Regions from separate parts of the Hordeum vulgare genome. Here region 2 is linked to region 1. The links are chromatin contacts, called in public Hi-C maps. All regions are on one chromosome and are shown on one strand. Each heading gives the region's core, a stretch centred on a gene start, on an enhancer-like site or on the middle of the called end of the contact. The rest is flanking DNA. Distances are from core to core; before and after follow the strand shown. Region 1 holds the start of LOC123444809. Region 2 holds the start of LOC123444827 (protein RETICULATA-RELATED 5, chloroplastic-like).

Region 1 (4,665 bases), core at 579-3,078:
GAATTTGAAATGAGATATGATTTAAAAGTGATTAAACACTGTTTATCCAAAAAGGGATTAGGTTAATCTTGTGACCATTGTAGCTTGGTCGCTACTGTAGCTAATAATCCAGGGGGTGTTACAACCTTGGAGTAGTATCCACTGCCCATCATGTCGGAGAAGGCTGGCTCGCCGAATAGGACCTTGGAAATTGAAGGGAGTGGAGTGGCTAGGATTTGGTTCGGAGTGTGAATAGGGATGAATATATGCGGGGTCAAGGTGGCCCAGAGTGAGGCGGCACCGATGTGGCAGCCGCCATGCGGATTATCGGTCACCTAGGACGTTTCGGTTGCGTTTAGGGCCGCCGGTTGGATGCCTTTTTTTCTGTCTGGGTAGTCCGTCGGGACGTTTGGGGGCGTATATGGGCGTTTGGTTGTAGATGCTCTAAGGAGGAACTACTCGTTGGGTATGCAACCAACGAAGGTAGGAAGCAAAGTAGGTGAGACCGAGAGCAGGTTAGAATGGCACACACCATAGAAAGAGGAGGACAAGGTGGCATGGTGCGCTAAGCCATTGAGGGGACGCCATCGACAAATGACATCGGGAGCCATGACTGAAGGTGACACAACATGCCTGAGTAGCACATGAGAGCAACAATGAAGGTTTGGGAAGGAAGAAAAATAATGAGAGATGGGGAGAAGGATCTCACATCCTACACCACAAGCTCTACGCCCCCGACTTCGACTTGAGCTCCAACATCCCTCGGGCCTCGCTGCTACTAGTCATATTCATTTCTTTGTCTGTGTCGTCCTTCTTAGCGCTTGTCCACGATAGCTTTCTTGCTACAGGTGGATGCCAGGGTTGTGCCGGTGTAACGGGTGCGGTGTTCTTCATGCTCGTAGATGGTCTTGTTCTGAGGTTGCTTGGGGTTCGATGCCGGTTGTTTCCTTGCTGACAGGTGAGCCTCTACACAATCTAACGGTGCGACATCCTTAGATCCAAGGTGAGGGGGTAGGGGCCCTCTTCGGCGCTAGATAAGGAATATGTGAAGTTTGATCCAGGTTGGGGTCCTTTTGGCAATAGATTTTCCCTCATCGTGCTTCACCTCCTTTCAACCCTTGGTTACATGCATGTAGTAGCCGCTGTCATCCCAAGTAGGACTCTTGTTTCTCCGTTCTTCCTTGTGCTTGTAATGTGGGTCGAGTAGTAAGCTATCTACCCAACCCCCTTGTATCATTCCGTCGCTGTAGCTTATGTCATTGGTGCTAATTTCCAATCGGTTAATGACAATGTTAATTCAAAGGTGGGCTCGTTCCAAGTTTCCTCTCTAAAAACTCTTGCATGTAAAAAAGCAAATACGATACCGTCAGCCGACCGAGAAATACGTGCTTCCAAAATTACAGTTTGCGCCAATCAAACCGATCTCGAACAGAATGCACCAACAATCTTAACCAATAAAACGCAGAGCTGCTCGATTCATGGGTTCCATCACCGGTCCGGCTTTTTAAAACCAGGCCTCCATTTCCACTTTCTCGCCGTCATGACCTAACTTTTTCGAGACGTACCGCATGCAAAGGACTTTAATAACCGAATGAAATGGAACAGCCCAACGGTTTACACCTAACCCATCCATCCATAAAGCTCACAGAGAGACGCACTTGACAAAAAAACCAGAGAGAAAAATGCGTCCCGTCGCTGGAGGAGCGTGTTCCCACGGCACGCGTTGAACGGCCCTTTTTTTTTTCTCGCCGTCACACTCGCCGTCGACGTCGCCGTGCCGCGGTCGGGTGGGGCTCACAGGCAGTGAGAGAAAAGGCATGGGCGTTAACGGCGAGCCGAACGGAGAGACGCGCCATCCATCCATAGCCGCCATGTGGACTCTTCCCTCCCCTCGGCGGCTCGCGTCTCTCCCCACCCTCCCTATCACCCACGAGCACACCACAGCAGGGTCCCCGCGCGGCGGCTGCACCAGACCGAACCTTCCGCGTTGTCTTTCCCAGCCTAGCCGACACGGCGGCGGCGGCGGCGGGAGGAAGGCAAGGATCCGCGCCTTTGCTTGAGCGCCAGGTGAGCGCTCCTCCCCCCTTCCTCTGCTCCCTGCCGCTCTCGTGGATCTGGCTGAATCCGACGCGCCGTTCCTCTGATTTGGTTGCTCTCACGGCTTCGGCTTTCGCCGTAGCGGCAAGCCGGTGCTGCTCCCGCCGCCTCCCCACCCCCGCTACGCAGCCCCCGAGCCGAGCACGCGGACTGCGCCCGTTGCCGCGGAGCTACCCGTAGCAGCCAGGTCCGTTTGTTGAACAACGAGTGGTGGTGCTGGTATTGACTTATCCCGTAGAGGGGTACTACTTATTTAGCATTCGACTTGGCGTGGTTCAGGAGCTTGTACGAGCTATTTCCCCTCTGGCAATTCATTCATTCACTAAATTGTTAGATTTTCTTGTGTGGTGTATAGCAATGTTTAGACGTCCCTGCGTTTCTGGCATGTGGCCGTCTTCTGGTTATCTATGTGGTATAGCATCTTTGTACTATCAGTCTGGTCTTACTCATCTGGACGTTCTAATAAATCCAACGGCCGAGTTATTTAACTAACTGTGCTACACCTTTCGGTTGATGCACATAGATAAAAATATGTACTCCCGGTTGAACTACCAAAACGTCTTATATCTAGAGTTTTGATAGCAATAGCTCTTGAAACATACATTTTATAAGATTTTCCCATGGTAAGCGGTACCAAAAGCATGCCACGAGATTAAGATGTTAGGATTGATCATAATGCATGCGACAATATGAACTCAAAGATATCAAACATAGACACAATCTATTGGGAGAGTTGTATCCACATAACTACTTGAAGCATCTAGAGCTTCAGATACAGTTATAGATCCGAGCCATTGGGGGTACCTACCTACTGCACTCATAAAAGTGAAACATTATAGAATGATGTGGGTGGTGTTTACAGAATAACTTATGTAGAGTAAGTAATGCTTCAATATGATGTGTTGTTCATGCTGCTTGAACTATATCGTGAACCGATTTGTGATGTATCTGTGTAGTGCCTACTTGTTACATGTGTTTGTTGTTGCTGTTAGCAGCTGACATTTTATATAGTAGCGCAAAAATCTGTTGGGAAAGCAATTCAGATTTCATGGAGGTTTGAGATGTTGATTTTTATGGTGTTCACCTTAGGTTGACAACACCACTAAACGATGAACTCTGGCTGTGCTGTGCCGAGTTATTCAGCTGTGTTGTGTTATAGCTTCCAGTTGATGCACATAGATAAAATATGTATTGAGTTGCTTATAGCAACAGCTGTTGAAACATACTACGCTTTATAAGATTTTTCCCATGGTCCACAAGATTAAGATGTTAGGATTGATCAGCATTCATTTGACAATATGAACTCAAAGATATCACAAATAGACACAAGCTGAGAGTTTTATCCAAGCAACTACTTAAAGCATCTAAAATTTTAGATACAGCTAGAAATCGGATCCATTGGGGGTACCAACCTACTGCACCTGTAAAACTGCAATATTATAGAATGATGTGGGTGGTGTTTATAGAATAGCTCATGCAGAGTAAGTAATGCTTGAATATGATGTGTCCTTCATGCTGCTTGAACTCTATCCGATAGTCGGTTTGTGATGTACTCCCTCCGTTCCTAAATGTAAGTCTTTTAAGAGGTTTCACTAGAGAATAATATACGGATGTATATAGACATACTTTAAAGTATAAATTCATTTATTTTGATTCGTATGTAGACACCTATTAAAATTTTAAAAAGACTTATATTTAGGAACGGAGGGAGTATCTGCCTAGTGCCTACTTGCTGCATGTGTTTGCTGTTGCTGTTAGCAGCTGACATTTTATATTGTAGCACAAAAATCTGCTAGGAAAGCAATTTGAATTTCATAGAGGTTTGGGATGTTTATTTTTATGGTGTTCACCTTAGATAGACAATGCCACTAACGATGGACTGTGGCTGTGCTGTTGGTAATCGACCCTTATTCTTCAGGCATATGTTTTCAGGTTTACGCCCTTTGGCTTCACTGTATAACGATAGCCAGTGATTGGTGGATTGTCTAGTTGAGAATTTGAGATGCTGATGTACAAGTTGTCAAAACTTAAATCCCGGAATAGCTGAAAGATGGAAACAGGATAAGATGATAAGAGTCTTATATCTTTGTCTAACTTTTTGTCTAAATCGGAGATGCTTGTGTACGAATGAGTTTGGACCAACTTTTTTGTCTAAATTGGAGATGCTTATGTACGTATGAGTTTAGACTATTTTTTGTGTCTAAATTTTGTGTAATGATCATCTGCTGTCTTTTGGACCTGCCTCTGTTTGTGCAGAATTTGGTGGCCAAAGTCCAGTAGTATGTATGTTGATGTAAAGACTTCAGTACAGCAACCGTTCTTGTGGAAAATGGCAGTCCAAGTCCGATAGTACAATAGCTTGCCCTTACCTTGTGAAGAAGATTTGAAGGTGGTTAAGATTGCTTCCACTATCTGAAAACTTCTGCTCAACAAAATGGTCCCTAATGGTAATGGAAACCTCAAAGCTGAAATTCAAAGAGCAGAGTCAAAAACATCAGAAAATGATCCTGGAGCTGCAGGTGTCAACGATCTTTCCACTCAAGGTGTTTCAAAACAGGGAAATCAGCAGAGTGGGTTTCTGAACTTCAT
Region 2 (4,665 bases), core at 1,040-3,539, 210 kb after region 1:
AGAAAACTGTTCCACAGGATGTGGCACAACAACTGCAATGCAAAGTATGGATATAAGATTAACACGTAGGTATCAAGGAAAAACTGCAGATGTAAGAAATTAGAAGAATTTGAATTGCTGGTGCACAATGGTATTGGTAATAAAATGTCAAAAGTTCCTGCAAACTATTGAACAGACAGTGAATAGATTATAGAAGCCATCAATCACCTGCAGTGGGGTTCCACTAGCAACAAGCTTAATTCCATTATCACGACAGAAGTTTAGAAGAGGTTCATACTCCTTCCAACGCTCTGATGGCCAGTGCGACGTGTACGACTTTAAGGTGCTGCCATTGATCCTACATAAAGCATAAGCTTGTACAATATTATCAAAGTGAAGTGAGGTCTCACTCAAGAATGTTGAGTAGCGTTGTTGTTTAGGAAACATAGATAGACTAGGATTTGTTCCTGCCTTGACTTGTACTCCAAGATGATCATGTACTCCTATATATATGCCCACGAGGCTCAAGCAATACAACAACTATTCCACCAATCCCTCTCCCCCTTCTAACATGGTATCTGCTGCAAGTTCCTAGACGTAGCCGCCGCCCACCGCTTCCGCCCCGCGTGCCGCCCCCGGGGCAGTAGATAGACTAGGATTTGTTCATGCCTTGACTTGAATTCCAAAATGATCATGTACTCCTATATGCCCACGAGGCTCAAGCAATACAACAACTATTCCACCAATCCCTCTCTTCCTTCTAACAAAGAATGCATTTCATTTCTGGATAATAGATTTTTTTTTCATGAAAGTGAAATCAAGGTATTACTTCAACTAAACTCCATCAGCACTGAAACCCTATAACTTTTATAGTTATAGAAACACTGCGCTGTTATTTACGAACAGAGATATAACTCATATAACTCCCCTCATTCTTATAATAACAATAAGGCATTAAGGAGCAAAAGATAAACAACTTATTCATTCATCTATTAAGTGGACACCAAGTGTACTTCATCTAATAAAAAAAATGTGACAAAAACAGATTAAATGGAACAGAGTAGCCTGGTAAAAGGGTTAACGACAATAGCTAAGTTAACGCACAGCAGGTCTTATCATTCTATGATAAGACGCAAATTCAGAAGACCCAATCAGAGTTCATTTCCACACACGCTAATCTCCTGAATGAACCATAATATGAACTCGCAATGTACAGCAAACGTCACCTATTCCAGCGAATCTCGTCATCCGGTTGCAAACAGGTAAAACAGTAAGGGGGTACCTTCCGCTCATGAACTGGTCGAGCTGCTGCTGGAGGTCGCAGGGGAAGGCCTCGAGCGCGAGGGACAGGCGCCTCTCGGCCTCGGCGAGGCGGCCGGCGAGCTTGGTGACGATCTCGAGCTCGAGAACGCGGTCGTCGGGGTCGGGCACCAGCTCGGCCTCGCCGAGGTAGACGACCCTGGCGGACGCCAGCTTGTCCCACACCCGGCCCTTGGCCTCCCTCCCCACCGCCTGCGGCTCCCCGATGACGGTCGCGTCGTACACCCTCGACACGGCCGATTCGTCGCCCTCGGGCTCTTTCGCCTGCGTCGGGGCAGGCGGGGCGGGGGGCGGCGACTCGGCGGGAGGCGGTGGGGACGCCTGGTCATCGGCGGCAGAGGAGGGGGCCGCGCGAAGCACGGCGGAGGCGGCGGCGAGCGAGGGGATGAGAAGGAGGAAATCGCGGCGGGAGGAGGCCGAGGCGGACACGCTGCGGCGAGGAGACGAGGAGGAGGGGGAGGGGGCGGTGCCGGAGGTGAGGGGCCTGGTGCTGAGGCGGGAGCGGGGAGACGGGAGGAGCGGTTTGAAGGAGGAGGAGGCGGCGGCGTTTCTGGCCGGCGCGTGGGACATTTTCGGAGCTCGCTTCTCCGGCAGCGCCGCGGCCGCGGGGGGCGGTGGGCAACGATCTCTTCTCTGGCGCGTAGTGCAGTGAAACTCTCTCCTTCCCCTGGTAGCCCTCTTTCCTTGTGGTGATGGATAAATTCAGTTGGAATTTGAATTTGTGTGCCGGCGTTTGGGGACTTGAAATTTCGATGACGAATAAAACTGGTTTGGAATTTGAATACAAAAAGTCGAATTTGTGGCATGGTAGGATTTCAACGACATCAAAACCAGCAAAAAATTCCATTTCGGTGGTGGATAAACTCCACGGTAGGATTTCAATGGTTGGACTCAGCCGCATCATGTAGCTTGGCTTCCGGCCATCCACATCGACAAGATCCCTACTGGACATGTGCACAAGGCGACGAGGGAAACATTAGGTGGACAAGCAGCTTCGAATGGTTATGCAAAGCAGAAGAAGAAGAAAAAAGTGCATGTGGGCAAGTGAGGTCGGCACATGCATATGTGGATAAGCAAAGGAAGATAGCCAGCCACTCGCTCGTCAGCCATCCCAGTCAGCACTCAGCAGCGTGTGAAAACTGGATTTGTTGTGTCTACCACTCGCACAAATCAAACCAAATACTACTACTTCCAATGTTGTCACAAGAGAAAGATCGTAGCGTGTGCACAAACCAAATACTTTTGTTTCACCGCAATTGATTTTCCACGCAATTGTATATATCTCAGGAGGTTGCATTACAATGGCAAAACTGGGGAGAGCAAGGAAGATTGTGCCGGTGTTAAAAGTCAGGGGCAAAATAAATACGGAGTAGATCAAAATGCACTGCTATACTAGTTACTGTACACCAAATCTGCATGCATGCATCAGTTGCCCCTGTTTGCGTATACTTTAGTTTCCTCTGCTACCTTTCCCCACATATTAGCAAAATGGTCCGAATACGAAACCTGCAAAAGGTTATACAAAAGAGGTTATTTTTGTCGAATGATGATGCTGTTGCGGTTTCAGCGGCACGTTTCACGGTCAAATAGTGCAGTATATTCATACCTGATTTACTACAAATCCTTTGAGCATCTCAATTAGATCCCGGCGCCTATCCTTGTCAAATCTTTTAATTTCAGTCATGTTGTTTTCCTGCATTACCATAGATAGATAAAGGTAATTGCCAAAAGGGCAAAAATAGAATTCTTTTGGATGAAAATATGGTTCCAAATTTAGCAACGCACGCTCCTAGCATTCCTATAGTCCTATAAATTTTGTTGTACTAAGTCCACACAAAAAATCAACCTGCGCCCGTTTTCTAACTCAAAAGATGATCCTACAGTTTGTGCCAGTGTTTGTTTGCAGACCCTGCAGATACATGTTGAAACTCCAAAAAAAATGACACACATATGTAATGATCCACAAACAAGATCTTAGAAAGCCCACACAGACAAAGACCACCCCCTGGGATCTGTTAAAGCAAAGTAATATGCCGTCACAGAAACCTAGTGTGCATACTTAATCTACCTGAACAGCCATATAAATTTCCGGAAGCTCTTACAGAATTGAAGAGACAAATTTTGCATCAAAAACTCAACTAACACAATATATGTGGATAGTTTCACTAGCTAAAACTTATCCCTCCTTTCAGCTGTAGCTATGCTTTCATGAGAAGTGTGCCAACCAGAAAAGATAGCAAAAGTACTTACGAACAAACAATATTTTGTTTATAGTTTAACTACATGTTAGCTACCAACCCCACATCATGGTGATGTGATCCTCAATTTTGTTCGGATTTTCAAAGGAATAACATTGAAAGATACTGACTTGACTTGAACAAACTGCTTTTCTAGTTGGTATTTTGTATTCATAAACATAGCAGCAATGCCTGTTATAATGTTTGTAAGCTTCAAAAATATGTTGCTCATGCCTAATATTATTCGACTGAGTGTGCAGCTGTCACAAGAATATAAACTTTAGGATATTTATGCTATCATGTACTACTATCTTGGTCAACAGACTTTTGAGGACATGCAGTTAAAAACTTTTCATTAATAAATCATCCAATGAGCACATCTGTCTAAGCTTTTTTTTTTTTTTGCTTCTATATGATTTTCCATTTTTCTTTATAAATTCATGCTACATAATAAGTTCTCCAAAGGAACAATATTACTTCACAATTTTGGCAGTTTACCTTAATATTTTCATATTCTCTAAGAGCTTGGTTTTTCACTCCTTCTCTTGTGCTTATTGTTTCTTTCAATCCCTCTATCTTCTGATACCTTGTCCATTCCTGCCCAATGCCTCTTGATGATACAGATTCAAGTCTTCCTGCCCTAGTGTGCAAGAAAAACAGATCTGCTGACAGACTTTGCACGTGTTGTAAAGCGTTTGAACGGTCAGTAAATGCATGATGAACAGATATCATCATCTCCAAGTATTCATGGATAGTATCCTGGAAACCCATAAATAATTCACTGTTATGATAAAATACATAAGAAATTCCAAGGTACGATACTCCCTCCATACCCAAATAGATGGCATATAAATTGAGTCAAAAAGTCAATGACTTCTAAGTTTGACCAAACATATATACAAAAATATGATGATAAACAATACCAAATCAATATAAACACCATGAGATATATATTCATAATGTATTTATTCAATGTTGTACTCCCTATGGTCCATATTATTTGTCGCTGAATTGGATTTATCTAGACGTATATTAGTGCTAGATACATCCATTTGAGCGACAAGTAATATGGATCAGAGGGAGTAGTTGGTGATATTTCTTCCATATATTCGGTCAAACTTAGAAATAA

Evidence for each region. A called contact is a pair of places that touch in the nucleus more often than the background predicts.
Region 2: a contact with region 1 is called in a Hi-C map of leaf, with 4 times the contacts expected there. The contact joins the promoter of LOC123444827 here to the promoter of LOC123444809 in region 1. A contact is called at or near these places in 3 of 6 Hi-C or Micro-C datasets (leaf and seedling).

What each region holds. Positions count from the first base shown.
Region 1 is chr1H:455,477,245-455,481,909 of MorexV3_pseudomolecules_assembly, forward strand. LOC123444809 reads left to right here and starts at 1,829. Exons shown (of 2, transcript XM_045121662.1): 1 at 1,829-2,046; 2 at 4,333-4,665. The coding sequence starts at 4,511.
Region 2 is chr1H:455,690,233-455,694,897 of MorexV3_pseudomolecules_assembly, forward strand. It overlaps LOC123444827 (protein RETICULATA-RELATED 5, chloroplastic-like), which reads right to left and starts at 2,290. Exons shown (of 7, transcript XM_045121685.1): 1 at 1,262-2,290; 2 at 208-337. The coding sequence starts at 1,869. LOC123444836 (sorting nexin 2A-like) reads right to left here. Exons shown (of 5, transcript XM_045121696.1): 3 at 4,035-4,295; 4 at 2,906-2,992; 5 at 2,524-2,805. The coding sequence ends at 2,725.